Regions from separate parts of the Mus musculus genome. Here regions 1, 2, 4, 5, 6 and 7 are each linked to region 3. Evidence: chromatin contacts called from public Hi-C and promoter capture Hi-C data. All regions are on one chromosome and are shown on one strand. The core of a region is the stretch at or near the end of the contact, and the rest is flanking DNA. Distances in the headings are between cores, read along the strand shown. Region 1 holds the start of Mettl22 (methyltransferase like 22). Region 2 holds the start of 1810013L24Rik (RIKEN cDNA 1810013L24 gene). Region 3 holds the start of Nubp1 (nucleotide binding protein 1). Region 4 holds the start of Usp7 (ubiquitin specific peptidase 7). Region 5 holds the start of Pmm2 (phosphomannomutase 2). Region 6 holds the start of Carhsp1 (calcium regulated heat stable protein 1). Region 7 has its middle 3.3 kb from the start of Gm25805.

Evidence for each region. Promoter capture Hi-C pulls out the DNA fragments that hold promoters and counts their contacts. A called contact is a pair of places that touch in the nucleus more often than the background predicts. Capture Hi-C pulls out chosen DNA fragments and counts their contacts.
Region 1: a contact with region 3 is called in a promoter capture Hi-C map of pre-B cells, with 4 times the contacts expected there. The contact joins the promoter of Mettl22 here to the promoter of Nubp1 in region 3. A contact is called at or near these places in 3 of 39 promoter capture datasets (the C10 cell line, embryonic stem cells and pre-B cells), 2 of 115 datasets of contacts at active chromatin or transcription factors (large pre-B cells and pancreatic cancer cells) and 1 of 9 other capture datasets (liver).
Region 2: a Hi-C map of uterus shows a contact between it and region 3, with 4 times the contacts expected there. The contact joins the promoter of 1810013L24Rik here to the promoter of Nubp1 in region 3. A contact is called at or near these places in 5 of 39 promoter capture datasets (cranial neural crest, hippocampal neurons, liver and 2 more), 3 of 484 Hi-C or Micro-C datasets (CD8 T cells, regulatory T cells and uterus), 8 of 115 datasets of contacts at active chromatin or transcription factors (astrocytes, embryonic forebrain, embryonic hindbrain and 5 more) and 2 of 9 other capture datasets (adipose tissue and liver).
Region 4: a promoter capture Hi-C map of pre-B cells shows a contact between it and region 3. The contact joins the promoter of Usp7 here to the promoter of Nubp1 in region 3. A contact is called at or near these places in 5 of 39 promoter capture datasets (the C10 cell line, cranial neural crest, frontonasal cranial neural crest and 2 more), 1 of 484 Hi-C or Micro-C datasets (B cells) and 3 of 115 datasets of contacts at active chromatin or transcription factors (acute myeloid leukemia, large pre-B cells and pancreatic cancer cells).
Region 5: a contact with region 3 is called in a promoter capture Hi-C map of adipose tissue, with 4 times the contacts expected there. The contact joins the promoter of Pmm2 here to the promoter of Nubp1 in region 3. A contact is called at or near these places in 2 of 39 promoter capture datasets (liver and pre-B cells), 2 of 115 datasets of contacts at active chromatin or transcription factors (cardiomyocytes and large pre-B cells) and 1 of 9 other capture datasets (adipose tissue).
Region 6: a contact with region 3 is called in a promoter capture Hi-C map of pre-B cells. The contact joins the promoter of Carhsp1 here to the promoter of Nubp1 in region 3. A contact is called at or near these places in 10 of 39 promoter capture datasets (the 3T3-L1 cell line, 3T3-L1-derived adipocytes, the C10 cell line and 5 more), 1 of 484 Hi-C or Micro-C datasets (B cells) and 3 of 115 datasets of contacts at active chromatin or transcription factors (embryonic forebrain, extraembryonic endoderm stem cells and large pre-B cells).
Region 7: a promoter capture Hi-C map of the HPC-7 cell line shows a contact between it and region 3. The contact joins the enhancer-like site here to the promoter of Nubp1 in region 3. A contact is called at or near these places in 2 of 39 promoter capture datasets (the HPC-7 cell line and hippocampal neurons) and 3 of 115 datasets of contacts at active chromatin or transcription factors (astrocytes, large pre-B cells and pro-B cells).

What each region holds. Positions count from the first base shown.
Region 1 is chr16:8,468,562-8,472,407 of GRCm38.p6, forward strand. It overlaps Mettl22 (methyltransferase like 22), which reads left to right and starts at 2,252. Exons shown (of 11, transcript NM_146247.1): 1 at 2,252-2,304. Gm30012 (a long non-coding RNA gene) reads right to left here and starts at 2,590. Exons shown (of 5, transcript XR_384641.4): 1 at 2,382-2,590; 2 at 982-1,034; 3 at 515-653.
Region 2 is chr16:8,828,215-8,831,980 of GRCm38.p6, forward strand. It overlaps 1810013L24Rik (RIKEN cDNA 1810013L24 gene), which reads left to right and starts at 1,886. Exons shown (of 4, transcript NM_001081400.3): 1 at 1,886-2,471; 2 at 3,107-3,187. The coding sequence starts at 2,246.
Region 3 is chr16:10,410,040-10,413,623 of GRCm38.p6, forward strand. Nubp1 (nucleotide binding protein 1) reads left to right here and starts at 1,899. Exons shown (of 11, transcript NM_011955.2): 1 at 1,899-1,956; 2 at 2,031-2,135; 3 at 3,572-3,584. The coding sequence starts at 1,938.
Region 4 is chr16:8,736,396-8,740,230 of GRCm38.p6, forward strand. It overlaps Usp7 (ubiquitin specific peptidase 7), which reads right to left and starts at 1,947. Exons shown (of 31, transcript NM_001003918.2): 1 at 1,809-1,947. The coding sequence starts at 1,890.
Region 5 is chr16:8,635,745-8,639,096 of GRCm38.p6, forward strand. Pmm2 (phosphomannomutase 2) reads left to right here and starts at 1,963. Exons shown (of 9, transcript NM_016881.3): 1 at 1,963-2,084. The coding sequence starts at 2,031. It overlaps Tmem186 (transmembrane protein 186), which reads right to left and starts at 1,967. Exons shown (of 2, transcript NM_025708.5): 1 at 1,742-1,967; 2 at 1-648. The coding sequence starts at 1,744. The coding sequence ends at 1.
Region 6 is chr16:8,670,551-8,674,280 of GRCm38.p6, forward strand. It overlaps Carhsp1 (calcium regulated heat stable protein 1), which reads right to left and starts at 1,603. Exons shown (of 4, transcript NM_025821.2): 1 at 1,563-1,603.
Region 7 is chr16:8,767,590-8,771,515 of GRCm38.p6, forward strand. No RefSeq gene overlaps it. Among named protein-coding and RNA genes, the nearest start is that of Gm25805, 3.3 kb to the left of the region's middle. Within about 2 kb of position 1,677, at least 67 of the 459 cell types and tissues checked have an H3K27ac peak or open chromatin away from gene starts, as enhancers often do. A contact at or near this core is called in the HPC-7 cell line, where this site is marked.

The DNA of each region.
Region 1 (3,846 bases), core at 1,002-3,501, 1.9 Mb before region 3:
CTAAATACTTTGCCCAGCTCTCTCCTTCCTTGCTTCCTTCAGCCCCTGCTCCTCCTGACATACAACCTGGCCTTCCCAGGCCACCTGACCATTCTCCATTCCCCAACTCTCTATCCAGCACTCTGTACTTTTAAAATATATCTGCTTGTTCTCTGGCCCTTCCCCAGCAGAACAGAAGTATCATGAGAGCAGAGACTTGTCTGATGTAACCTCTTCCCTCATGTCCCACACCTAGGAGACATTCTGATAGCCTTCTTTTCTTTGATAGATATTTGCTTAGAATAAAAATTTCCCATGATCACACTAGTGTGCTTCTATCCTGGCAGAATATACACGTGTGCTCATCTGCATGTGTTGCTATGCCTGCCTGACTCTCTACATCCATGTGTCTTGGTGTGGGGAGGTGTCTGCTCAGCATTGTGTAGCCATCAGGAAAATAGCAACAGAAAGCAGTGGCTTCTGAAAGTTGGTCGAGGCAGTTTGGGATAGCCCAGAAACTTGATGCTTTACTTACAAGGAAGATGTGGCCTTGATGGTCACTTCATTCTGCTCTGCTTCTAGGGAAAAGAGATGAGAATTCACCCGGAGCCTGGAGTGTCCATGGGCTCTCTCTGCCCCATCTTCTGCAATTGGCCACACTTCTTCTTTGAGCCCTAACGTTCAGATAATCCAGGGGGCAAGCGGAAAGCAAATAGAGGACATGAGATTCACATTTGCCTCGGCTACAGTTTAGATCAAAGTGTACCCAGAAGTGAGCATGTATTCAAAGCCTGGCCCCTATGCAAGTGTTGATCAGAGGTGGGGATTTCAGTGTGAGCCTGTGTTAGCCCCTGTGTGGGATCATAGGGATCAGACGCCTTCATGGGTAGATTCATCCACTGTTAGATTTATAATCCAGTGGGTGGAACCCTCTGGAGGTGGAGCCTAGCTGGAGACAATATGTCATTGAGCCTTTGGGTCTAGCGCTTGGCCTCCCATTACCTGTGCTCTAGCTCCCACAGTTCCAAAGCAATGGAGCTAGCAATGCTGGACCTCTGAAAGCATGAGACAAAAGAAGTCATTATTTCCTTAGGTGGTTTCTGAAAGCATGAGACAAAAGAAGTCATTATTTCCTTAAGTGGTTTTTCCTGAGTATTTATCACAGCCACAAAAATAAGTGACTAAATACAGCCTCCAACCTTAAGCACTTACCATTCTCAGCATTCTGAACAGGATAAGGTTTACCTAAGGTGTAATATTTGTGTCCTATTTCATTTTATGCTAGACTCCAACTTAGAAAGATCCGGGATCATCGTTACTGGAGACTTGATGACTAGATCCGTTAGTCCTGCCAATTGCTTGTAAGGATGCTAAACGCAGGGTATACATAACACTGGGAAGAAACAAGGGGCATGCTGGCTAACACACTCCGGATCCCTCACCCTCCAATTTGAATCCTCACCACTTAGTGGCTGAGTGATCCTCCAGCCTGCCTGCCTTGCCGGAATAAGGATATTCTAAACGTAACACACTTGTGCCCCTCCCTTTGGCTATCAGATTATTGAAACAGTCAACCCCCAAATTTTGATTTTCCCCAACAGTCCCAAGCTGGGAGGAGATAAAGGTTAATACCAGGGACCAAACAGATGAGTCACTGTCTTCCAGGAAGAGAATTACAACTTTTCAAAACTCCTTGCAGGATAGATTGAAGCCAAAAAAAAAAAAAAAAAAAAAAAAAAAAAAAAAAAGGATGGAGCAATGATGGGCAGTACCATACCCAGACCAGGACTGCTTAGCTATGCATAACTATAGCACTCTACTTAAACATAAATATCCTATCGGTGCCCGAAACATGTACTTGGGTGGGTCATTGTATGTTTTTGTCTTCTGCTTTTGCCTATTAATTGTTTCCTGGGCATACTTAGGAACAATGGTTAAATACAGCTTATTAGGACTCTGATCTTTAATGACTCTAACACTTAAAGCAAATTATTTAACTTTTTTTTCTTGTGCTGGGCTCTCTACACCGCTGAGATTCTTAGCCATATTTAAATTTTTTACAGGAGGGATTCCAAACACCGAAGTGCAGAGGCGTCCCCACTCTGGACGGCCATATGAGCAATCCGACCAGGTGACAGCTGAGCCTCCAGTGGCCGCCACAGGGCTGAGCGAGAGCATCAGGTGTTAGCTAGCGGCTGCCGCCGCGTGCGCATGCGCGACCCGAGCCGGCGCTTGGACCGCGCCTGCGCAAGCTGTCCGTCATGGCGGCTTCCTGAGCCCCATGGCTAGGGTTCCGCGTGGGACTTCAGACCAGTGTCATGGCGGGTAAGAGCCCGGGAGAGGGGGCGGGACCGGGAAGAACCCAGGGAGCATCTTGGCTTTGAGAGCCAAGCTTACACGACCTTGAAGTCTGAACCCTCAGCCTCAGTTTCCCTTTCTGTATGGGACGTCTCGGTTTCCGTGCTGGGTGAGGCAGTCCCACTCTGTCTCGGATTAGGAAGGGAAGGAGAGGCCGGGTTAGCGACTGGCTTCTTCAGAGTGACTGGCCGCTAATGGAGGAGGTCCCTGGAGCCGCTGACGCCGCCCTGCGCGCGTGGCCAGCCCTTTCCTGCACCTCTGAGCCCTGCGCCCTCCAGCTTCCTGGCGTTCCCTCTCCCAGCTCCTAAGTTTTGATTGTCCAGTGGGTGTGCATCCACCTGCCTGGGAGGAGGGGAGTTCTGTCCACCCCGGTAGACTGGTTTGGGGAATAACAGTGGCTGTAACCCTTGAAGAATTCTTGGGAATCCAACTCTGCCGTCTCGGAATTGCCTAGACGACCTGCCAGCTCCCCTACCGGAATGAATTTGCAACATGAAACCTGGGACTGCTTTTCCAGCAGTACCTAGGAGAAACTGGACACCTCTCTATACCATGCATTTTCTAAGTAGAGAAACTGTCTCAAGGTCTCTAGCCATCTCCCCGGGACACTTTTCTATAAACATGATCCTGTAGCTACTTACAAGTTACTGATGATCCCTGAAAGGGACGGTTGTCACGTTTAATCCTCACACAGGCCTCAGTGCCTCCCTATTTCCAGAATGCTGATTCCCAGGCGAAACCCTTAAAGGAGGCTCATGACCTGGGACTTCTCTCTCAGGCCACATTTCCTGGGAAACCTGCTTCATTCATACTTTTAAGTAGACGAAGTCGACCAGAGGTTAGTAGAGAATTTGTTTTCCACCTATATGTTAGACGATTTGGTCCTCATATAATTCCCACTTACAGAATGAACAATGAACATGCATCCTCTGAGGTGTAAATTTGTGTACCATAACAACACATTCTATCCTCTTATTCATGGTCAGTGTTCCCAAAGATGGCAGAGAGGATTTTTTGGACCAAAACCAAAAGCCAAATCTTGTCTTCCATTCAGAACTAGGGGAGCCAGTCTACCTCGAACCAGTAGGTGGTTAGGGCTAGGCTGTGTTTCCTCTGCCTGAATCATGTCTGATTTTTGTTGCCAGTGGTTTTGCTGAAGGCTGAGTACTTCTTTGATTTCATTCACATGAAATCCCACATTGGTTTCATTCCCAGCCCCAGTTCACACCTGCTTACCCGCTTACGTTTTCGCTGGCTTATCATGCTGTGGAGGGAAACAAAGCAAACTCGGAGAAGAACTTTCTGGGTTGGCGCCATTGCCGTTCCCTGGCACTCATCCATATACAAAGCTCCAGCTGTGGGCAGTTAGAGCATGAAGACATCTGAATTATGATAATAAAATTAAACCGTTTCCATCTTCCAGTTTGAAAACAAATGGAGGCTCCTAAGAGTTTGACTCACCGTAAGCACACCAACCACGTAGGAATTGTCCCTGTAGGCACTGGAGAA
Region 2 (3,766 bases), core at 636-3,135, 1.6 Mb before region 3:
AACTCAGGACCGCTAGGAGAGCAGTTGGTGCTCCAACTGCCGACAGATTGCTTCTTACAAGCTGGTTTTGGGCATCTGAAGGGTCCAGGTGTTGATTTGTGATACATAATGTTGCTTAGGCATCATTGGGGACAATTTAAGATTTAAAACAAATAAACAAACAAGGGGCTAGAGAGATGGCTCAGAGATTAAAAGCACATGCTGCCCTTCTAGAGGACCCAGGTTCAATTCCCAGCATCTACGTGGCAGCTCACATCTACAACTCCAGTTCCAGGGCTTCTGACACCCACTCCTCCCGCCATATACATATGAAGGCAAAACATTAATGCACTTAAAATAAAGATTTTATGAATCATATATTAAAATATGAATTATTTATAAAGCAAATTATAAAAAATAAGATAAAATATAACAATAATGTAATGTTACATATTATCTAATATAATACAAAAATAAGTAAAATTAAAATAAATTATACATAAAACAAAATAAAAAACAAAAACGCATCACAAGGTGTGGTGGCAAAGGCTTTTAATCCCAGCGCCCAGGAGGTAGAGGCAGGAGGATCTCTATGATTTCAAGGCAATCCCAAAACTACCAAAAAAAAAAAAAAAAAAAGTTGTTTCAAGAAACAAAACAGGCCGGGCGTGGTGGCGCACCGGAGGCAGAGGCAGGCGGATTTCTGAGTTCAAGGCCAGCCTGGTCTATCTACAAAGTGAGTTCCAGGACAGCCAGGGCTATACAGAGAAACCCTGTCTCGAAATACCAAAAAAGAAAAAAAAAAAAAAAAAAAAAAGAAGGAAACAAAACAAAGAGCACCAGCACACCTGGCTTTGAGCCTAGTCCTAAGGAAAATGGAATATGAACTTTCAGAGAGTCCAGAGATTAGGCTCTGGGAACCAGACAGATCAGGGAGAAGTCCGGAGAAGCCAGAGCAGGCAGGATCAGATCCTGCAGGACTTCCATCCAGTACAGATGGCATACATAAGCTGTCAGCTCAGAGGCTGAGAGGTCCCGTCATTGTGCTGCCCTCTTGTTCCCAGGCTTCCAGACCTCTTTCCTGGCACTGATCACTCTGAGTGAGCAGTGCAGGGGCCCGGGTGCCAGCAATTGCACATGGGGGGCGGGGGCGGGACGCGGCGGTCGCACGTGTCCCGGGAGCGTGCATGGGACAGGTGCCGGGCCGCTACTAGCGCTGGGCGCACTGTCCGCCAGGCGGCCCTGGTGTCCAGCTCCCTCCGGTCCCCTTCTCCGGGAAATCTCGGTGAGCGTCCCCAGGTCGCTCACACCTCCGGAGAATTTTCCTTTGGATTCACACGCTTTACTTGCCCCACTAAGGTTGGGAATTCTGGCATTAAAAAAACATAGAAAGGGCGCTGCAAACAGAGGTAGACTGCACTTCTCAGGAACTCGAGGAGTCAGCACATAAACACTGCGTGACCATGCACTTGCAAGCCCGGGAAAGGCCCCCGCGGGGTGCGGTCACCCGGCGGAGTCACGTGACTCTCAGACGGGGTGCGGGAGCGAAGCGAGCACCGCGCAAGCGCAATCCCTTGGCTCCAGTGTACAGATATTTCTTCTTCTGCTTTGGTTGGTCGCACGCAAACACTGTCAACTCCTCCCTGCTCTACAGTCTTCAAGTTCCCTGACATTTACTCCTTCCCCCAGCCCCCCGCCCATTGATGACATCAGTTCGACAGGCGGGTAAGCCAATCAGAACGCTGCGTTCAGGGGCCAGCACGCGGAACCCGTTGCGGCGGGCCAATGGGGAAGGTCGACGGTGGGCGCGCCCCAACCGCCTCCTGCCGGGGAAGCGCCGCTGGCCAAGTGGGCGGCGCTTTCCAGTCAGCATGTGGGCGGGGGAGGGCGGGGCCCGGTCGCCGCAGAGGCGTCGACGCCGCCGCCGTAGACGACGTTCCTCAGTCTTCGAGGTGGGCTCGGCGGCGCAGGCCGGACAGGGAACGCCGGTTGGAGAGCGGCGGCGGTCGGACCGAGGCCGCGGGGCCGTGGGTGGGCGGTAAAGGGGTGCGGGCGAGGCTAGGGCAGGGTGCGGCACCTCGGAGCGGGGTTGGTGGGCAGAGGACTCGGGCTGTGCGGGGTGGGTGCCGGCTCCGCGGGCTTGCACAGAGGCCTGGGCCGGCCGCCGGGCCCCTCGTTCCCGGGCCTGTCGACGACGACGTTCCCGCGGGGACCGCGCTTAAGGAGGACGCGGCGGCGGCGGCCAGGCCGCGGGAGGCCGCGGAGGATGGAGGAGCGGAAGGAGGAGGGCGAGGCGGAGATCCAGGAGCACGGGCCGGAGCATTGGTTCTCCAAGTGGGAGCGGCAGTGCCTGGCCGAGGCCGAGCAGGACGAGCAGTTGTCTCCCGAGCTGCAGGAGGAGGCGGCGGCCGCCGCGCAGCCCGAGCACAAGCAACAGAAGCTGTGGCATCTCTTCCAGAACTCGGCCACGGCCGTGGCTCAGCTCTACAAAGGTGAGGCCGCGCCGCCATCTTGGCGCCGCCCCGGCCTGCGGAGCTGCTCTTCCCCCCGGTTCCCGGCTCGGTCCCCGGGACCTGGCGGCTCCTCGCACCCTGCGGGGATAGCCGGACGACTGGGAGGGGAGGGCCGTGCCGCGGACCCCTGGCCATCTGACCCGCAGGACGGCGACGGAGGAGCTACCCTGGGAGGGGGAAAACTACGATGAAGGATGGGGAGACCCCCGATTTAGAGTACCTCCCGAGGGTCCCCACGTACCGGTCCGGGTGTCCCCGGTCGGATCGTGGGGGTAGGGGAGGAGTCCCTGTCACAAAATGGCGAAGGAGGCGGTGGGGCGGCCCTATTGTGCCCCGAGCCGGCCTCGGGGCGGAGACTGCTAGGGGCGCTTCCCTGAGCCTGCCGGGCGGCGTTCGCCACTCGGGTTGCGCTGTTGTCAGGTTCCCCTTCCTCGACCCAGTAACTCCGGTCTCACGCTCCCTTTGGGATCCCCAAATCCTGAACAAAATGGCGAAACCTAATATGGCCGTTCCGGAGTGAGTGACGCCCAAATAACATTCTCTTCTTTCTCTATGTCCTTGTGTGTGTCTTTTTCCCCCCCCTATTGTTTTTTTTCCCCCCTTTTTGTTTCCAGACCGAGTGTGTCAGCAGCCAGGACTTTCTCTCTGGGTCCCCTTCCAAAACGCAGCCACCGCCGTCACCAACCTCTATAAAGGTAAAGATAACCTTGCTGTCTTGCCAGGGTAGGCGGGGAGGGAGGAAGGGCAGGCCACGTTCCGGTTGACAGCCGATGTTCTGAGTGTGTTTTCTCCTCTCAAGTTCAGCTTCTGCTAACCTTGAATGCCTTGCAACTTGAGAATATCTGTGGTGTTCTAGCTAGATATCCAGAGGCAATTTTTGACACGCCTCCTATTCCTCCCTCGGGGACGTATGACAGTGCCTACGGGACACTTGGTTGTCAATCTTGAGAGGGGGCTGCTGGTTACTCTACAGTGCCTGAGACATCAATCCCCTAGCTCCTACCCTTTAGCAAGGATTTAACGCAGTCTGCAAAGGGCTGAGATTAAAGCTCTGCTGTGGAAGACAAGACAGGTGAGCCTTGTCTGGAAAATGATTCAATAGAAGCAATTACCCAGAGTCTGCAGATTCTTGACTCTGGCCACTGGGAGCATGGCAGTGTAAAAACATTGGAGTTCTTTGAACTCTTGCTGATTGGATTGGAATTATGAATGTTGGCCTGCATCTAGTAAGTTCATCAGATCTTTCCTTTCAAAACTATTTTGTAATTTGTAAT
Region 3 (3,584 bases), core at 649-3,148:
ATTGCCTACACAAGAGCTGAATAAGGTCGATGCCAGTACACATGTCAAAGTGGACAGAGGCAGCCTCGACCTCACCCAAAGAACTATAGCATTCTACAGGAATGCTGAGACTGGAAGAATAGTCCTCCCCATGGAAGAGCACACCAACGGAATGGTCACCTTTAAAAATAGATATACAAGTATCTTTTATACAGAGTGAACAGATTGTATGTGTGTATGTGTGTGTGTATGTTTTTAAATGTAATATGTAGCATATGTAATAATGTTGTGGGGTATTCATCAGAGATGACTGTTCAGACATGGGTTTAAGCTAATGGGAAGATTTTGCTATTCAGTATCCCAGTGGAGCACTGAGCCTTTCTTGGAATAAACTTTTAGGCACAAAAACCATGTTCTGGGTTAACCTACTTCAGTAACAAGAACAGATAGCCAGAATCAGCTCTACAGAAGCAAAAAAGAGAGGTTAGTACAGTTAGAGACTTTCCCAGAGTCATGGACTTTGGTGGATTAGGTCTTTGTTTTCATTTTGGCAGGTGCTGCTGTCTATGTGCTGAGTGTTACAGCCTGAATGGCACTTCCATCATGGAGTCAGTTGTGCTAAGGTCTGGGGCCCTGTCACAATAACAATGAAAAAAAAAAAGTCCATGAATTTGATAAACAGCAAGGAGAGGTGGTAAGGTTTGGGGGAAGGAAAATGAAGGGAGAAATGATGTAATTATAATCTCAAAAATAAATGAAAAATATTTAGAATCGTTCAATGAAAACAGTAACAACCACCACCATCTTGTGCCAAAGTTGCATGCAGCCAAGCTCCCATGGCTGTGACCATGGACAGGATGTCTTCATGGAGTCTAAACACTGCTCCACAGACACAGACAGGCCATTTGTCTAAACACTCACAGACACATACAGGAGAAATGGTAGCAGCAAGGACAGTGGGGACCTGCAGAAGTGAGAGAAAGCTAGGGAAAGCTCCCAGTGGGGGCACAGGAGTGGGTTTGAAGAGGTTTCACTGAACAGATCTGAGGGGAAGCAACAAAACACAAAACAAAGTATTTTTCTAAATAGCACAGCAATTTTAAGAGGGCGGGGGTGTCAGCCCAGGAATGCTGGTGGTGCACATTGTAATCCCAGCAACTGAAAGACGGAGGCAGGAGGATCAAATGAGAACTTACACTGCTGGCGATTGAATTTATGGCTTTTCACTTGCTGGACAGGTACTCTACCACTGAGCTACACCCCTTTATAAAGTCTCCCCTCTTAGCCAAACATGGCAAGAAAATCATTAATTCAAGATCAGCTTGAGCAGAAGAGAGGAGAGGAGAACAGAGAAGAAATAGAGAGGGACGGACAAAGTGTTTTGTTGGATCTGTATTGTTTCAGTGCTGGGGACTAAATATAGGACCTCATGCATGATAGATCAAGCACTCTACCAATTGAGCCACAATCCCAGCCTGTAACAGAATCTAGGGTAGGGCAGATTATTTGAAACTGAGTAAATATTGACATTGATTGTACTTTTATTAGTAGTACTGCATCAACACTGAGGCCACGGAGAATAACGTTCGTTGGCGACAAAAACCATACTTAAAAAAACAAAACAACAACAAAAACAAAAACAGAATCAAAAACCTGCATTATGTGTAAGAGTCCATCCTCGCTTTCCCTATGAGTTCTGGGATTTGGATACAGGCTGGCTCAACAGAATCTTTAATCGTTAGAGCCACTTCATTTGCTCAGGTATCATATATTTCTGAGTCTCGCCCTGTTTTAGCGGGAAGAGGCATAGGAATCCCACCCACTGCACACACGGTTTTGCGCGTGCGCAGTCCTGGTCTGGCGAGACAGTTCCCGCGGCCGGGGGGTCAGATTGGACCTGCGAGGCGGAAACACGCCCCTGAGGTTCCGGCGAGCGCAGCCCGGGCAAGAGCGGCAGCATGGAGGAGGCGCCCCACGGTGAGCTATCGCAGGACGTGTGGGTGGTCCCGCTGGGACCGAACCACTCTGACTGTGCCTTCGTCTTCCCGCAGGCTGCCCCGGGGCCGACAGCGCCCAGGCCGGCCGAGGAGCCTCGTGCCAGGGATGCCCCAACCAGAGGCTGTGCGCATCCGGAGCCGGCGCTGCTCCGGATCCCGGTGAGGAAGCGGCGGGCAGATCAGGAAGTGGAAGGGGCGGGACTTGAGGGTGAATGGCAGCGGCTAGTGGGCAGTATTCTAATTGGTTGGGGGGAGGGCGTAGAAGGCGGAGCTTGAGCGAGAGGGAGGTTTTAAAAATCAAATAGCGGAAAAACAGTGATGGAAATGGAGGTTTAGTCTGATCTGCGGTAGACAGGGAACCGAAGGGGGCATTAAAATAAGCTTGGCGGCACAGGCTTGTTCCCCCGGAACTTGAGGGGCAGAAGCAGGAGGATGGCTACAAGTTAAAAGCCAGCCTGGACTACAGGATGAGACCCTGTATGAGTGAATGAATGAATCAGTGAATGAATGAATGAATGAACGAACGAACATTAGGTCGAGTGTGTTGGCACATGTTTGTAATCTCAGCATTTAAGAGGCTAACCCCGGGCTTAGATGAGACCCTGTCTTTATTAAAAAAAAAAAAAAAATCAGTAAATAGGACCTCAAAGAAGGATAGAATAGATAAAAGTGATGTCGGGCAGGTACAGGGCTTAAGTAATAACCGCTACCTCAGTATCCACAAGGCCAAGCACAGAGAGGAGAATGGAAAAATACTGAGATCTTTCAGGCCTGAGTCCTGGCACATGTCCATCACAGGTCACAGAGGCTCTGCTCTCTCTGTGGCAGAGAGAAGGACCCTCCTGTTAAGGAGTCTATCTTTCAGCAGACATGAATGTTCATTATCTCAGTGGAGAGACAGATGGGGGACTGAGAGCAAAGTGGGGAGGAAGCAGGAGCAGGCACGTTAAACTCACCAGGGATCAGCACTGTGAGGGGCCATCTCCAGGGCGAGGAGGACTGAAAGCCTAGCTGGAAGGAAGGCTTTTCAGAGAGAGGCTGGGTTTGGTTGTTGAGTCTCCTGAAAACTGATCTTGAGCAAGAATGCCCTCATGGTGAAGACCAGTCTCCCCACAGTGTAGTCTGTAAAGATTTGAAACAAGACGTGACATTGGAAACCCAGTACGTTGCTGGGATGGTTGCTTCTGAGAGCCTGTGAGTTTCCCATCTGCAGCCCTGGGGACATTGGAGTTGATCATCCCTTGTACTGGGCCTAACCTGTGCTTAAGACACTTAGCATCCATCATCCGAGATGCCAGTAGTAGTCCCTCCTGTGGCATCCAGAGAATTTCTGCAGATGTTAGCAGATGCCTCCTGGGTTCTGTTGAGGAGCTGGGCTTTGAACACCCCACTCTCTCCTCGGAGGGCATGTGCTACTGCATAAATAAGACAATCTTTTCAGGTTGGTAGTGACCGTATTTTCTTCCTAGCATTTATTTTTAGTTTGCTGAAGTGGTATCTCACAAAGAGCCTTAGAAACAGCTTAAAGAGCACTTTGGAAGAGGGACGGGTAGGACTGAGGCGGGGTCATCATCACCTCCTCTACTTCTCTGCAGCCGTGGAGGAAAT
Region 4 (3,835 bases), core at 697-3,196, 1.7 Mb before region 3:
TGGACTTTGGAAGAAGTTATCAACCCTTCCTGATCCTAATTGACAACAGCACAGTACCCTATTTGCGGAGTGCAAAGCTAAAATAAGACTGTCTAACGTGCACTCCCACACCAAAGCACTATACTAGCTCACATGGCCACAGCCCTGAAAGACTGCATTTTCTACAGAATTAGCGCAAGAATAGAAAACTGAAAGCCACAACACCCATTAAACACTAAAACTCAAATACTAACTTTGATAGAAAATGAAAGTTTCACGAGAAAACTCTGGGAAGCAAGCATGAAGCCCAGGATATCATGGGTAAAAAAACCTGTGAAGATCTTCCACCACCCTAATCTCGTCAAAACTTTGGACATAGACATTTTTCCAGATACAGTCTGTATCAGAAATATGCCCCCCCCCAGCGCTGTCCAATCTTATTCTCACAAAGCCCTAGAGGAGCAGTGAGGAAGACTTGAAAGGAAAACGGATGTTCACGTTCCGAGCAACTCTCCACTTTAGACGTGCATGAAATTATAGCATAAAAGGAGTACACTAATCTCCCAAAGGTGAGTTCCATCAGCTATTTGGTTTAATCGCACTTGCCAGACACTCTGAAATTACTGATTTGCTGAGGCCAAGAGAAACAGCCTAGTCCTTGGCATGAACTTCAGCTTCCCCCTTCCCCCGGCCCCCTAGGGCCTTTTTCCCTCTGCTGCATGGTCAGACAATTGTTTGATTCCCACTGATCACCATCAAGTTATTCACAGGGGGGGTCAAGAGTCAGTATTCCTAGCCTAGAGCATGCTACATCATACACAACAAATACAGTTTTACCCCAACTTCCTAGGAACCTTCATTCATTTATGAAAGCCACTATCACTTGCTGAACGGTCCATTCATTGCCCCTCACTGGGATTCCTGCCTGTCTGACCCCTTTAGGGCAGGTAACCGCGCATACTGCCTTCACTTAAAGTACCAAGTCAAAAGAAAAGAAAATGACCAACCCAGCATGAGATCCCGAAGCCAGAGTCCCTCCACTGCGCTTTCACAGCAAACCTTGATAGCGAAGCTCTACAAACAGTATAAAATCCAGTACCAAGATAAATTCCTGCGGCTCCGGTAGAAAACATAGTTACCTCCAGAACTTAATCTGCTTCTGCAGTAGGCCAGCCATGTGCGGCGGAACTCCATAGTTTCAAGCACACTTTTTAGCCGGACGTGGACGGCACCACCTACAGCCAGGTACCCAAACTCCTCCACAAGCCCAGGTAACTTATAAACTAGGCGAACCTGAGTACTTTCCCAGCAAGTCCAAAGGCTGAGGGCAGCTGCGCGCCTTGCAGGTGTCTCCGCAATTAAGCGCGACGCCCGGCAGAGCGCTCGGAAGTTATTGGGGGGAGGCTCTCCGGGGGCGCGTTCAGAAGCAGGTGCAGGGGAACCTGCGCACCCGCTCCCATACCCACCCCAAGAGCTCAGGGGCCGGGGAGCAGGCCCAACCAGCCTGGCCAGAGCCACACACCCCGGAAAGAGGACGGTCCCCGGGGCCCGCCTCCCAACCTGGGTACCCGGAGCCAACACACCTCGATCCTAATTTACGACTCCGGCGCTTTGTGCCCAGCAGCCCGTGCGCTGCACAATGCGTGAACTCGGGGGTCCGGGGCCACCCCCCGCCGGGCCGCATGACTGTGCAGCCCCGGCCCGGCAAAAGCGCCGGGCCGAGCGGGGCCGAGCGGCAGCCCGGCCTGGTTAAAGATGGCGAGGCCCTCGCGTGGCTCCCGCGGCCGCCCGGACCACAATGAAAGCGCCGGCCCCGCTGCGGGCCTCACCTTCCATCTCCATGTCCTCGGGCTCGCTCAGCTGCTGCTCGCCCGCTTTCTGCTGCTGCTGCTGCTGCTGTTGGTGGTTCATGTCGGCCGCGGCCTGGGCCTCGCCTGCGGCCGGAGGCCCGGGCTGCGGGCCCGGCGGGCGGGCGGCTGCTAGCAGAGGCGGCGGCGGCGGCGGCGGCGGGGCGGCCTCCTCCTCTTCCTACCCGCGCGTCGTCGGCGGCGGCGGCCCCGGGGCGGCCCGCGGCGGGCGGCGGCGGCGGCGGCGGCGGCAGGGAGACGCGCACGTACTTGCTCGCGATTCGCCCAATCTCGGCGCCGAGGCGGGCGGGCGGCGGCGGGCCGAGCCGGGCGGCCTCCTCGCTCGCTGCGGCCGCCGCTGCCGCCGCCGCCGCCGCCGCCGCAGGGCCCGCCTCCCGCCGCCGGGGCCGGGGCTGCGGGGCCGCGGGCCGGCCGGGGGCGGAGGGCGGCCGGGCGGGGGCCGCGTAGTCAGCCCCGCCTCGGACCGGGCGCGGAAGGCTGGAGGCCGGGCGGGCCGCGGCGAGCCTGCGGGCCCGGGTGTGGGCTGCGGCGGCGACCGCTGAGGCTGCGCGGGCGGGTGACCGGCTGGCCGCGCTCGGGGCGCTGAGGCCTCCGCCTCCTCGGCGTCGTCGTCGGGGCTCCGGCAGCGGACGCGGCGCCCGGCGGCTCGGCTCGGCTCAGCTCGCTCTCAAAATGGCGGCGGCGTGAAATGTCACATCCGCATGGGGGGCGAGAGCGGAGCGAACGAGACGAGGGCGGGCGGCGGGCGGAGCGGGAGGCGGAGCGGGAGGCGGAGCAGGGAGCGGCCCGCCCGCCGCCACCGAGGAGCACCCACCCCGCGCGCCGGCCGCCCGCCCGCCAGCCCTGCTGGAGCGGGGCGCCGGGGTCTCCTCTGTGAGGCAGCGGAGCGCAGCCCAGGGCCGCGGGGCTCCGGCTGAGGGTAGGGGTGCTCGCGGGAACTGGGCTGGACAAGGAGCCCAAGGCGCGGCGCCGTTTTACGGCCCGTAACCGGCCCCGGGATTCTCACCCGGGCAAATACGTGGGAAACTTAACTCTTTTGCACCCTAGATCCAATAAGGCAAAGTGTAGTCCTTCGGCTCTCACCTATCCCAGCATTCATTTATTTCCTCTCTAGGAGATCAGGTTGGCCACGATCGTCCACTGGGAAAGAGTCTCTCGGGTAGTCCAAGCTGGCCTGGAACTTTTCATGGTGCTTGATGGACACCTGATCCTCCTGCGTCTACCTTTCTAAGTTTTAGGAGTCAAATTTTTTTAAAAGCGAACTTTTCAATACAAGAAATTTGAAGAGGGAAAATCTGATTGATTTAAGGCCTAAGCGCCAACTGACTTGGGGGGGGGGGGGTAGCACATGCCTTTTTAATCCCAGAATTTGGGAGGCGGAGGCAGAGGCTGAGGCAGTAGGATCTCTTCGAATTGGAGGCATGGCCAAGCCAACCAGGACTCAAACAAATCAACAACAAAACAAGAACATCTTGGCCTGAACGCTTCCCATCAAGGAACTTCCTCCTACCAGGTCCCAAAGGCACCTGATTCACCAGAAACCTGCCCCTTCCTCCTTCCCAAGGTCACCCAGAGTTGGGTGCAGGGGGTTGGGATAGTCGTACTGCAAATACTATTGAACAACTTGCTTTCACAAAAAATTAATTAGTAATAATAAAAAAAGAGCCTTTTCTAGCACTTCATGACTTGCAAGGAAAATAACCAGCTAGTCCAGGAAAAAAAAAATGCAACAATTTGCTATCTTGCCTTAGGACACCAGTCAACCCAACTTCCCTTGCTGAAGTTCAAAACCTAAACAGAGGCCAGCAAAATGGCAGAGTGGGCAAAGGTGCTGTCACCAAGTCCTATGACCTGAATTCCAGCAAGTTGGCCTCTGGTTTCCACTGTGCATGCTGCAAAAGCGCACACACTCAAATAAATATATGTACATGTAATTTTTTTTTTTTTACTTAAAGGGGGAAAAAACCCAAAGTGGATAAAGGAGAGAT
Region 5 (3,352 bases), core at 713-3,212, 1.8 Mb before region 3:
CTACTTGCTGTTCTTCAGTGTGGCCAGAGTTCCGAACACTTGTGCGAACCGTTCCCTGTCCAGGATTCGGCCATAGCGTAAGGTGAGGTAGAAGGTCTGCTTGCCACTGTACTGCTGGATGCGTACAAACACATCCTGAACCCGTTCCTGGGATTCTGACAGGGGTATCATGTCTGACACGGCACAGTACGTGTCCTGCCGCCAGCCCCAGAAGGTCAGGTGGGCCACTCGGAGCAGGGTGCCCGACTCGTTCACATACAGGATGCCCACCAGTCTCCGGAAGAAGTGGCTCATCCAACAGAGCATGGCCAGGGCAAAGCTGGCGACCCCACCCAGAAGGCACAGTGAACTGAGGGTCATGAGGCCTTGTGAGTAGCAATAGAAGCCCGGGGGCAGGGCCACCACAGTCACAGCTGTCTGGGCCAACTTCAGCCGCGAGAGGAACCCAATTGCTCGGATGGCTCGGAACCGGTAGATTGTATGGAATGTTTCGGTCTCGGTGCCTGGTGACTTCTCCCGTGAGTGGGGAGACCTGCTCCCCACCCACCTTTTGGAATCCCCCTGCCCAGAGCAGCACCATAGTCCCTGTAGAGGCCTCCTCCATGCAGTGGGCCCCTGCAACCTTGGCACGACTCGAAGGAGGAAAGCCTGGAAGAGAGAGGTTCATTTCAGAAGTCACCCATGCTAATCACACAATGAACAAGACAAAGCATCTCCCAGAAGGGCTTCAACCGCTCCTGGAAAGTCACCATGACTTCCAGAGGAAAGTGATAAAGCCAGACACTTAATTTTTTTTTTTTTTTGGTGGAATTCTATTCTAAATAGGTACCTTCTCCCATTTTTACAACTAAACAAACAAAACCCTAGTCGCAGTTAGTGAGATAGCCCATCTAGTACAGGTGCTTGGTACCAAACCGGGTAACTTGAATTTGATCCCTCAGGCCAACACGGTGAAGGAAGAGAAATTACTCACGCAGTACGTCCTGGAGCCCCGTATGCCAAAGCACAAGCATATGCACACAAACTAAACACACAAGATTAAAACAAAACAACAAAAACATTTTTAAGAACCTAAGCCCTCCCCCACCCCACCTCACAGCCCCAAGTACAGGGAAACACGGGCAGTCTGGAGCTCGGACGGGCCCTTCCTCCTAGGCAGGTCTAAATGAACATAGAAAACCTGTCGTTTCAGCTATTCACTAGAGACCGGGCAACAGCGGACTTGAAGGACCGCCCTTCCTTAAGGGGTAAATCAATCGGTGTCAGAACCCCACACAACAAAGCCGTGGGGTACTTATCACAGGACCTCTGCAGTTCTCCGAGTGCCTTGCGCGGCCAGAGAACCTCTTTGTATCATTAACCTGTCTGGGAAGGAAGCAGAGACGTGAGGCACGGAGGCCCTCAACACACTGCCTGTGGTTCTCTGGAGTGAGCAGATTCTGGGCTTTGGAGTCAAGAGGACACTAGCTGTGCATCCTTCTTCACCCTTCCAAAGAAAACCTCAGAATACGCTGAGGGAGACACGGCTCTTAAGCTCTGAACCGGGTGTGTACGTACGAAGTGGCAGCGACGCAGACCGTCCACGTGACCCAAGGGCCCGGGACAAAGCAGGAAAACAGCCCAAGCTAATAGACTCTGGCCTTCCACTGGCCGGTTTCCCGAATGGTCAGCCCAGGCGTCCTGCCTGCCAGTCCTAGACCCGACCGGGGACGGGGAGCGCGTTCCCTCCTGACATTCCTACCATGAGCCCGCCGCCTGCTACAGGACGCACGCTGTACTTGTCACCGGAAAGTTGAAGGGCGCATGCGCGGGCGGTTAAAAACCCGCATGCGCTAATTCAAAAAAAAAAAAAAAAATTACTATGGCTTGGGAACTGTAGTTCAAATTTTGTAACCGCCACCGGTGTTCTGTGAACCATTAGGGAATCTTCCCATGGTGCCTTGGAACTCCAGGGCTCGGAGCGGACCCGGAAGTTCCGGGTAGAGTTCCGGGTAGAGTTCCTGGTGCGGTCGAGGTTTCTGACTGGAGAAATGGCCACTCTCTGTCTCTTCGACATGGATGGGACCCTGACTGCCCCGCGGCAGGTAGGCGGCGCCCGGGAGGCTCGCGGTGGTGGAGCAGAGCCCTTGCTGCCCTAGACCGCGGTAACGACTGTCCGGGAACCAGGAGACGCGAGTCCTGAGCGGGGTCCTGAGTGGGGTGCGCAGGGAGGGGGCCCCCAAAAAACCTTCCGAGTAGGAAACGTGTTCAGAGTCTGAAAGTTCGGGCCTGAGTTTCTTCTCGGGCCCTCGGGGCTGGTGACCTGGCTTGAACTCCAGCCTCGGCCCTCTGACCTGCTGTTTCGCCTCCCCAGCCCTGTCACCTTTGGCTGTCTCTTCTAATATACCAAAGGCAGGTTCTCAGTCGTCTGACCTTCAGCAAATCTTTCTCGGAGCCCTTGAAGCCACTTTAACTGGGGCATTGCCTGTTGCTTGGGATGTTTTGGTGAGGATCACTGAAATTCATGACAGTTCCTCGCCAGATCAGGCCTCAAAAGTGAGCCCCTGCAGCAATGGGGACCCAGGTAGTAATAGGCTGTTTGCTGAAAGGATCAAGGATCCAATGGGACTTTGTTCCGCTAACAGATTTTGCTGTTAGGGCCAAAGATAAGTTTGTGTGGTTTCGTTGTGGTGATGACATTCTTTCTGCCTCCTATACACAAATTCGTGGTTGAGCAGAAATCACTCAAACTTGACACTGGGCTTAAATAGCTTGGGTGTCTCTGCCCCACTCCTTTTAGATTTCGTGGACTGTTCCAGAAGCCCATGTTAAGTGTGTGTAACCTTAGATATGTGAGTCTTATCTTTTTAATTTTTTTATTCCTTTGCAATTACATGTGTACAGTGTATCTGATCATATTCACCCCCAACCTTCCTGTGCTCCCTCTGGGGAACACCTACTCACACATCCCTCTTCCATTTTCATGTCCTTTTTAAAATTCTTATTTTAATACCTCACTAAGTCCAGTTAGTGCTACACACTAACACACCCCAAGTGATGGGCAACATATCACCCATGCTGGAATGTTAACTGACTTGATCTTGTGCAGGGAACCACAGTTGCTGAATTCATGCAGGCAACAGCCATATAATGTCCAGAAGACAGCATTTCATTCGCCACGCTCCTCCCCGTCCTCTGGCTCTTACATTCTTTCTGTCCCCTGAGCCTGGACAGGGTTGATAAAGGGCACTTATTCTTAGCACTTTGTCCAGGTATGCGTCTGCATTGACCACTGCCACTACAAAGAGAAACTTTTCTTACCAGGCTTGAGAGTGGCATTAATCTATGGATATAAACATAAATATTTAGAAGG
Region 6 (3,730 bases), core at 353-2,852, 1.7 Mb before region 3:
GCTTAACAATAGTGGCCCTAAGGTGTGCACAGTCACACTAGGAGAACCCTCCCCTCCCACAGCTGCCAGATATGAGGCACAAAGTCTTCCCCTTGCATTCGCAGGACTAAGAAAGCCAGCTCCCCCAACCCTAGGCTGGGCTGAAGTCAGCTTACTCTGACCCCAATTCAGCTCATGGTCACCCTGGAGGGTGAGGTGATGCAAGGGCACAGAGTGGCAACCAGGCTGTCGTCACCCAAGAGGCGATGATAGGGGGGAGGGAGGCCAAACTCTGAGGAGACCCCTGTCCCAGACCAGGGAATGGCTGAGCTGAGGCTTAAGGATCACTTAGGGACACAATGAACAGTCAGAGTCACAAAGCCGCTAGAGAAGGCCCTGTGGGAAAGTTCGAGCCTAATAGGACAAAGAACAGGAACATGGGACACAGATTGTAATTCGAGTTTTTAAGTGGTTTGAAGGATCTTGCTGTGGACAGTTCCTCTGTCTTAGTCTCCCCAGTGCTGTGAAGGAGAAGGAAGTTATTTACCGCAGCTGGCCTTGAACTAATTATGGAGCCACGATTGAACCTGAATCCTGAATCCTTTTTACCTCCCCAGTGCTGGGACTGCAGGCATAACCCACCACTACTGGTTTAATGACCAATTATTTTTCATTCTCTCCCTCTGGCTTCAGCTTGGAGAGAGAACATACTAAAAGCACCAAGAAGTAACAGTATGGTCAAGAGGGGAAGGTTTTTAAAAAGCCCCTATTTCTCCAGACACTTAGGCTAGCCAGCTCCCTCTATTCCAATCGGCGGGGAAGGGTGGGGGGGTCTCCTATTTTGCAAAGGGGCACCTCCATCTCTCAGAATCCAGGCCCTGAAGGAGAAGTGGGAATCTACAGCTGACCCTGCACAGACCTAAACTGCAACCTCAGAAAACTGTGAGCTCAGAGCCTGGTTTTTTTAAACAAAAAGCAAAACCCAACCTTGCATTTCCGGCCTGTAAACAGGACCGCCAGTCCCGGTGAAGTTTTCCTCTGTGCCCTAAGGCCCCCATCCTGGCGCAAACACCAAGCGAGCGCGCCCTGCCGCTCCTCCTCCCTACAGGCAGCCAACCGCGAGGGGTCAGGGCGGTTCCCCCTCTCCGGGCCTGGCTACTGTCCCGCCGCCCAGCATGCAGCTGGCGAGGCCCGGCCGTCGAGGACAGCTCCGCCTTCCTCTAGCCGCGAGTCTCCAGCACCTCCAGCCCGCCAGAAAACGCAGAGGGCGCGCCTCCTACGCTCAAAAAACAGGTGGCCCAGAGAGAAGTACTAACCGAAGTCAGACAAGTATCGGTGTTGTGGCCACACCCACCCGTCTCCCCTTGGGGACGGTGAGTAACCCGCGCTCCCCAAACTAGCCCGGGCGACTGGAGCACGTCCCGGAGGTGGGGGTGGGGGGGCACCCATCACGGAGCTGGAGAACGAGAAGGCCCCACAGAGGGGAAGCAAAGTGCAGAGCAGGCCTCGGCCCCGTCCCCGCGGCTCCAGAGATCCCGCGCACCATCACGCCCATCCCTAGGGTCCCAGGACCAGCCACTTACCTGGCGACACGTCCTACTCCTCCAGCTGCTGCTCTTCGACTGCAAGAAAAGATCGGGGACTTGGGGCGTGGCCGCGGGGCAGGGCGGAGTGTGAGACCACGCCCCTTGGAGCTCCGGGCCAATGGACGCGCGGCCCGGACCTTGGACTGGTCGGGGAGGAGGAGCGCGGCACAGCTGCTGCCGCAGGACCTTTGTGTTGATGCCCCGCGGGCGGGAGCCGGGGACTCGGCAGCGGCTGGAGGTGTTCTCCCCGCCACTCGCGGGTCTGCGGGCGCCCAGTGCCGGCCCGGTGCCCGGGAAAGTGGCACAATCGGGTCTCGGCGTGCTGTGCCTGCCACTCCCCAGCACAAGTCCGGCCCCAACCTGCCCTTGACTCGAGATAAGCGGGCGCCTTTTTTTTTTTTTTTTTCAAGAATTAAGAGATAGAAGGAAGGCGAGAGACAGAAAGGGAAATATAAAAATGAGAGGAGGGAGGAGTTGTTTTGTTCGTTTTCTATTGTCTAATTGATTTATTCTTCGTGGGCTGATTTTGAGACAGGATAGCCTCAGACTCCCTAATGGATTTGAGATGGGTGTGGGCACCAACCCCATGTTTTTTCAATTTTTATTTCTACTGAATCCCTGAAGCTTTATGTACTGGCTGGTTTTGTGTGTCAACTTGACACAAGTTAGAGTCATCCGAGAAAAAGGAGCCTCAGTTGAGGAAATGCCTCCATGAGATCCAACTATAGGACATTTTCTCAATTAGTGATCAATGAAGAAAGAGCCCAGCTGGTTGTTGGTGGAGCCATCCCTGGGCTAGTGGTCCTGGGTTCTATAAGAAAGCAGGCTGTGTAAGTCATGAGGAGCAAGCCAGTAAGCAGCTGTCCTCCATGGCCTCTGTATCAGCTCCTGCCCAGTTCCTGTCTTAACTTCCTTCAATAATTAACAGAAACATGGAAGTGTAAGCCAAATAAACCTCTTTCTCCCCAGTTTGCTTTTTGATCAATGGTGTTTTCATGGCAGCAATAGAAACCCTTAAGATACTTTATCTGTGGAAGTAAATGGTGTTTCTTCCAATTTTCAGAAAAGGAAACTGAGGCACAGAGACATGCTGTGATCTATCTCCATGGCCAACAAAGAGAGCAAGCCCTCAGCGTGACCCCCCCCCCAGGGTCAAATTCATATTTCCTAGGTGTGGGAAAGAGGTTCCCTGTAGGTGTGGTAGGCAGCAGCCCCCAGTCTTCCAAGAGATAGCTCATCCCTACTGAGACCCTCTAGACCTACCCCCAGGGCATGCTGAACCATCAAAATCAAGAAAGCCAACTCCTCAGGCAAAGAGAAGGGCTCCCTCGGCTCTCTGGCAGGGGGACTAGAAAATGGTACAGTCACCATTCAGGAAGGAAAAAAAAAAAAAAAGACAGATGCCCAGGCACGTGCCCACGAGGAGACTGAAGTATATAGTCACACAAGCTTTTTGGACCCCTCCATGATCGGTTTATTTATTTTTGAGGCAGTCTTCTGTGACCCAGTATGATTATGAACCATGGCTGTCACCTTTACTGGATCTGCAGTCACCTAAAGAGACAAGTCTCTGTGTATATCTTCTTGGCTAGGGAAATTAAAACGAGAAGGGCCGCCCTAACTGGAGACAGCAGTAAAACCTTTTTGGGTTTCGCCAGCTTGCTTTCCTGTCTTCATGATGGGTGCATCTGCTTTGTTGCTGTTGCTGCTTCCACCATCCTTCATGAACATCAAAACCTAGCGTTTTCCACCTTCCAATCTGGACCAAAGACCAGCGACTCTCCTGGAATCCTCCCGATGTTTAGTGCTAGGTTGGGCATTCTGTGTTCCTCTGTTCTCCGCCTTCTGCTTTGCAGCAGTGTCTCTCACTAATCTAGAATCTTGCCATTTTAGCTCATCAGCAAGCTCTCAGGAGTCACTCATCTCAACCCCAGTTCCCAGCGTTGCAAGCATGTGCAGCTATGCCTGGCTACTCCTGTGGGCACTGAGGGCTCCCGCTCAGATCTGTTGCCTGTAGAGCATGCACTGTAACGCACTAAGCCGTTTCTCCCCTGGCCTATGTCACTTTATGCCAGACTTTGTGCTAGACGTCGGGACGTGAAATAAGCATCCAGCTTGTCTCCATCTGAGAGGGCAGAGACTTCGGATAAACACTAGGCAGGTCC
Region 7 (3,926 bases), core at 427-2,926, 1.6 Mb before region 3:
AGTAGGAGAGGCAGGAGGATCCAGAGTTCCAAGCCTGGGCTACGGAACTGCGCCTTACGTCCAAAAACAATGCAAACAGACATTTGACTCTAGGCCTTGGACCTTGGAGCATAGCAAGGAAGAAGAGGAGGAAGAAGAGAGGAAGAGGAGGAAGGAGAAGCCGCTGTCATTGTTTTTCTACGTCGTTCATTTTTTGGTTTCCTTTTTCTGGTTTGCTTTTCCACTGCACTGCCACCCACTTCCTTATGCTAAGACTTTAAAATGAATTACATTCTGGGCACACTCACCTCCCTTCATCCCGCTGCTGCCTGAAGCTCAGGAAACCCAGCTGGAAGCAAACAGGCTTATCTTTAATATTTTAAACTTATATTTTATTTACTTATTTATACAACTGTGGAGTCTGAGGGCAATTTGTGGGAGCCAGCTCTCTCCCTGCACCGTGGGCCCTGGGGACTGGACACATGCTGTCATGCATGAGGGCAGGGGTCTTTGCTGTGGAGCCCACTTGCCAGCCCATCACAGACTCGTCTTCCATTTGTTTCTTCACATATTTGTTCCTTTGCGTCAGGCAGGGTCTCTTGTAGCCTAGGCTGGCCTCACACTCACTGTGTTCCTTAGGGTGACATTGAATTTCTGGTCCTTCTGCCTCTGCCTCCTATATCTGCAGACCAAAGATTATAGGCAGGGACCACACAACTGCCTACTGATTGTGTGCGTGGGCTCAAGCACACGTTGTAGTGTGCAAATGGACCAGTTCAGAGGGCAGTCTGAGGGAGTAGAGCTAAGGGCAACAGGGCAGGAGGAGCTGTCTTTTTTCTGCTGCCAAGTCCCCCCCCACCCCTTATGAGGCAGGGTCTCATTGGATCCAGTTGACCTTGAGCTCCACCTTCCAGGTACTGGGATTACAGGTATGTACCCCAATGTACAGTTCCTGTGGTGTTGAGGAGAGAGCCCAGGGTTTCCTGTGTGCTATGCAAGTGCCCTACCCATTGAGCTGCATGCCCATGTCCAAGATGAAATATGTTGAAGCCTGGGAGCGGAGTGACTAGAGTGCAGGTAGATGGAGCTGGATCCTAGCCCAGGTCTGTAGTCCCTTGGTATTTACGGGGCAACCTCTAAACAGGCTCCCCACAGGCTTCTCTGGGAGGCCCTGTCTGTTCCAGCTACAGCCAGGCTGCCACTGAGCCTCATCCAGTTGCTGAGCACTCACAGCACGCCTGTTCCTCTTCCTCCTTTCAGCCTGTGGCTCACTGGACAAGCAGGATTGTTTACAGTAAATGGAAACCCAACTTGTTCAGGAAGCTCGGCCTGATACATTACAATGTTATTCTAGCCTGTAATGTACCTACCTGTGGGCTTTCAGATACAGCCAGGCTGTCTGGAAAAGGACCCTGAGGTTTCAAGCTGCCTTTTGGGGTCAAGGCTAGGGACTGCAGAACCCTGGGTGCTTTTCTGGTCCCCCTGAACTTCCACGTGTGCATGCACCCAGACAACTGCCTGTCTTAAAGGTCATGAAGCGCTGGGACGTAGGGAAAATTACCTGCAGACCTGGTTTCCCTAGGGTTCAATAAGGCAGGGCCTTCTCTGCTCTATTTCTGAAAGCTCAGTACTCTGTCTGGCACCTGCCCCCGGGGTTGGCCCGAAGCTCAGCCTCAGCTCACAGTCCCTGTGCCCTCTAGTGGTCACTTGGAGGAAGGACTAGCTCAGGGAGATGAGGTATGATGGTCTCTTACACTTGGACATTACCGGGTAAAAATAGAAAGCTGAGGGCTAGCGAGATGGCTCAGTGGTTAAGAGTGCCGACTGCTCTTCCGAAGGTCCCGAGTTCAAATCCCAGCAACCACATGGTGGCTCACAACCATCCGTAATGAAATCTGATGCCCTCTTCTGGAGTATCTGAGGACAGCTACAGTGTACTTACATATAATAAATAAATCTTGGAGAAAAAAAAAAAATAGAAAGCTGAGGAATGGGGAAAGCTCCGGTCAGGCACCTCATTCCAAAGAATGATGCACATTTAGTCTCAGCTACCTGAGAAACTGAAGCAAGGGGATCACCGCTGTACACTCCCTCCCCACACAATTAAAAAAAGAAAGGGGAGCCAGGTGTAGTGGCTCATGCCTTTAGTCTTAGTGCTCTGGAGGATCTCTGTGAGTTCTACGGTGAGTTCAAGGATAGTCAGAGCTACATACTGAGACCCTGTCTGGGGAGCAGGGTAGGGAAGAGTAAAAGAAAAACGGGGTTCTGAAGAGATGGGTTAAGAGCATTTGCTACAGTTCAGTTCTGGCTCAGAGCCCTCTACAACTCCAGTTCCAAGGGATCCAACATGCTCTGGTCTTCAAAGTGAGTTCCAAGACAGCCAGGGCTATACAGAGAAACCCTGTCTCGAAAAACCAAAAACAAACAAACAAAAACCGAAAAAGCACGTGTACAGGCAAACAGGCAGTCACAGAGAAGAAAGTAAACCCATCTTTCTTAGGCATTTATGTGTTCATTTTTACATAAGTATGTGTCTACATGAGTTTATGTACAGCACATGTGTGAAAGTCCCAAAGAAGACTCTAATTCTAATTCTTTAGAATTGGGGATGCAAGCCACCTGCTGTGGGTGCTGGAAACCAAATCCAGGTCCTCTGGGAAAGAAGCAGGCGTTCCTACTGAGCCATCTCTCTAGTCTCAAATAACAGAGAGAAGAGAGAGAGAGAGAGAGAGAGAGAGAGAGAGAGAGGGGAGGGGAGGGGAGGGGAGGGGGAGGCCACGATAGGCAGTCTATTTTGGTTGAATGAGGCTTGCTCCGGCAACCCAGTAGAAAACTCTACAAGAGACGGAAAAGCGAGCCACGTTCCCAGAGTCAGGTGCCTGACACCACAGAGTCCCCAACTCCATGATTCTGTGTCTATAAGTCAGGCAAAGTCCCAAGCTCCTGGCATTCTGGCTAGACTCCACCCCCAGTTACCTGGCAACAGCAAGATAGCCTAGCCCACTATAAAAGGAGCTGCTTGGCCCCTCCTCACTCTTTAAGCTCTCACCATCCTTACTCTCATCTCTAGCCCTCCTCTCTCTCCCTCCCCCCCACCCCCCTCCACGCGGCCATGGACAGCCTCCCTCTTTCTACCTTCTTTCTCCCTACCTTCCTACAACAAAGCTCGGAGACTGTCTCTGCTCATCAAGGCCCACTATGCTTCAACAATGGGATAGGCTTTCCCATAACCAGCCGCATCTAACCTCCCGTTAGAAGGCCTTCCTGCGCTCCAGCCACTGACCAGACCAAGGTCTCTTACCCACGTGGGAACCACCCAGCGCCTCCCTCTCCCCCGGCCCTCTCCTTCCTTCAGCACCAGGTCCGATGGCTGAGAACCTGGTGCCTAGGACTACCCCTTGTCCACCACCCGCCGAGCTGGGGCCAGTGGCTTCACACCCAGACACCCACGCGGGGCTGTGGGGAAAGCGCGGGGAAAGACAGTCCTTCCGAGTCCGCCCGCCCAGAGCATCAGAACTCTGATGGGACAGGGGTTTTCTCCCACTCCCTCTCCCCCCCACCCCGCACTCCCTGCCCCACAATTGTGTTCATTGGGGGCATGCTGCACCTGCTTGAAGGTAGGATGCCTTTGTTGACTCCAGCCACATCCCTTTATAACATCTTTGCGTCTCTGCTGTGAGCTGGAAAGTGACGACAGTCCAGCAGAGGGGGCTCCTGGGAAATGTATCAGAAGCCAAAGCCAGGATCCTTTTTGGTCTGGCGAGAACTAAGCTCACAGAGGTGCTTGTTAAATATGCTTCTACTCACATCTCTGACTGCTCTGGGGCTCAAAATGCAGCCACCAAGGGCAGATGGGACTGTACTTTTTTTGGATGGGAACCAGTACTGACTGCCTCCAAGGGACAAAGACCCCATCCCATTTCATACTCTCTGTCCAAGGAGTTAAT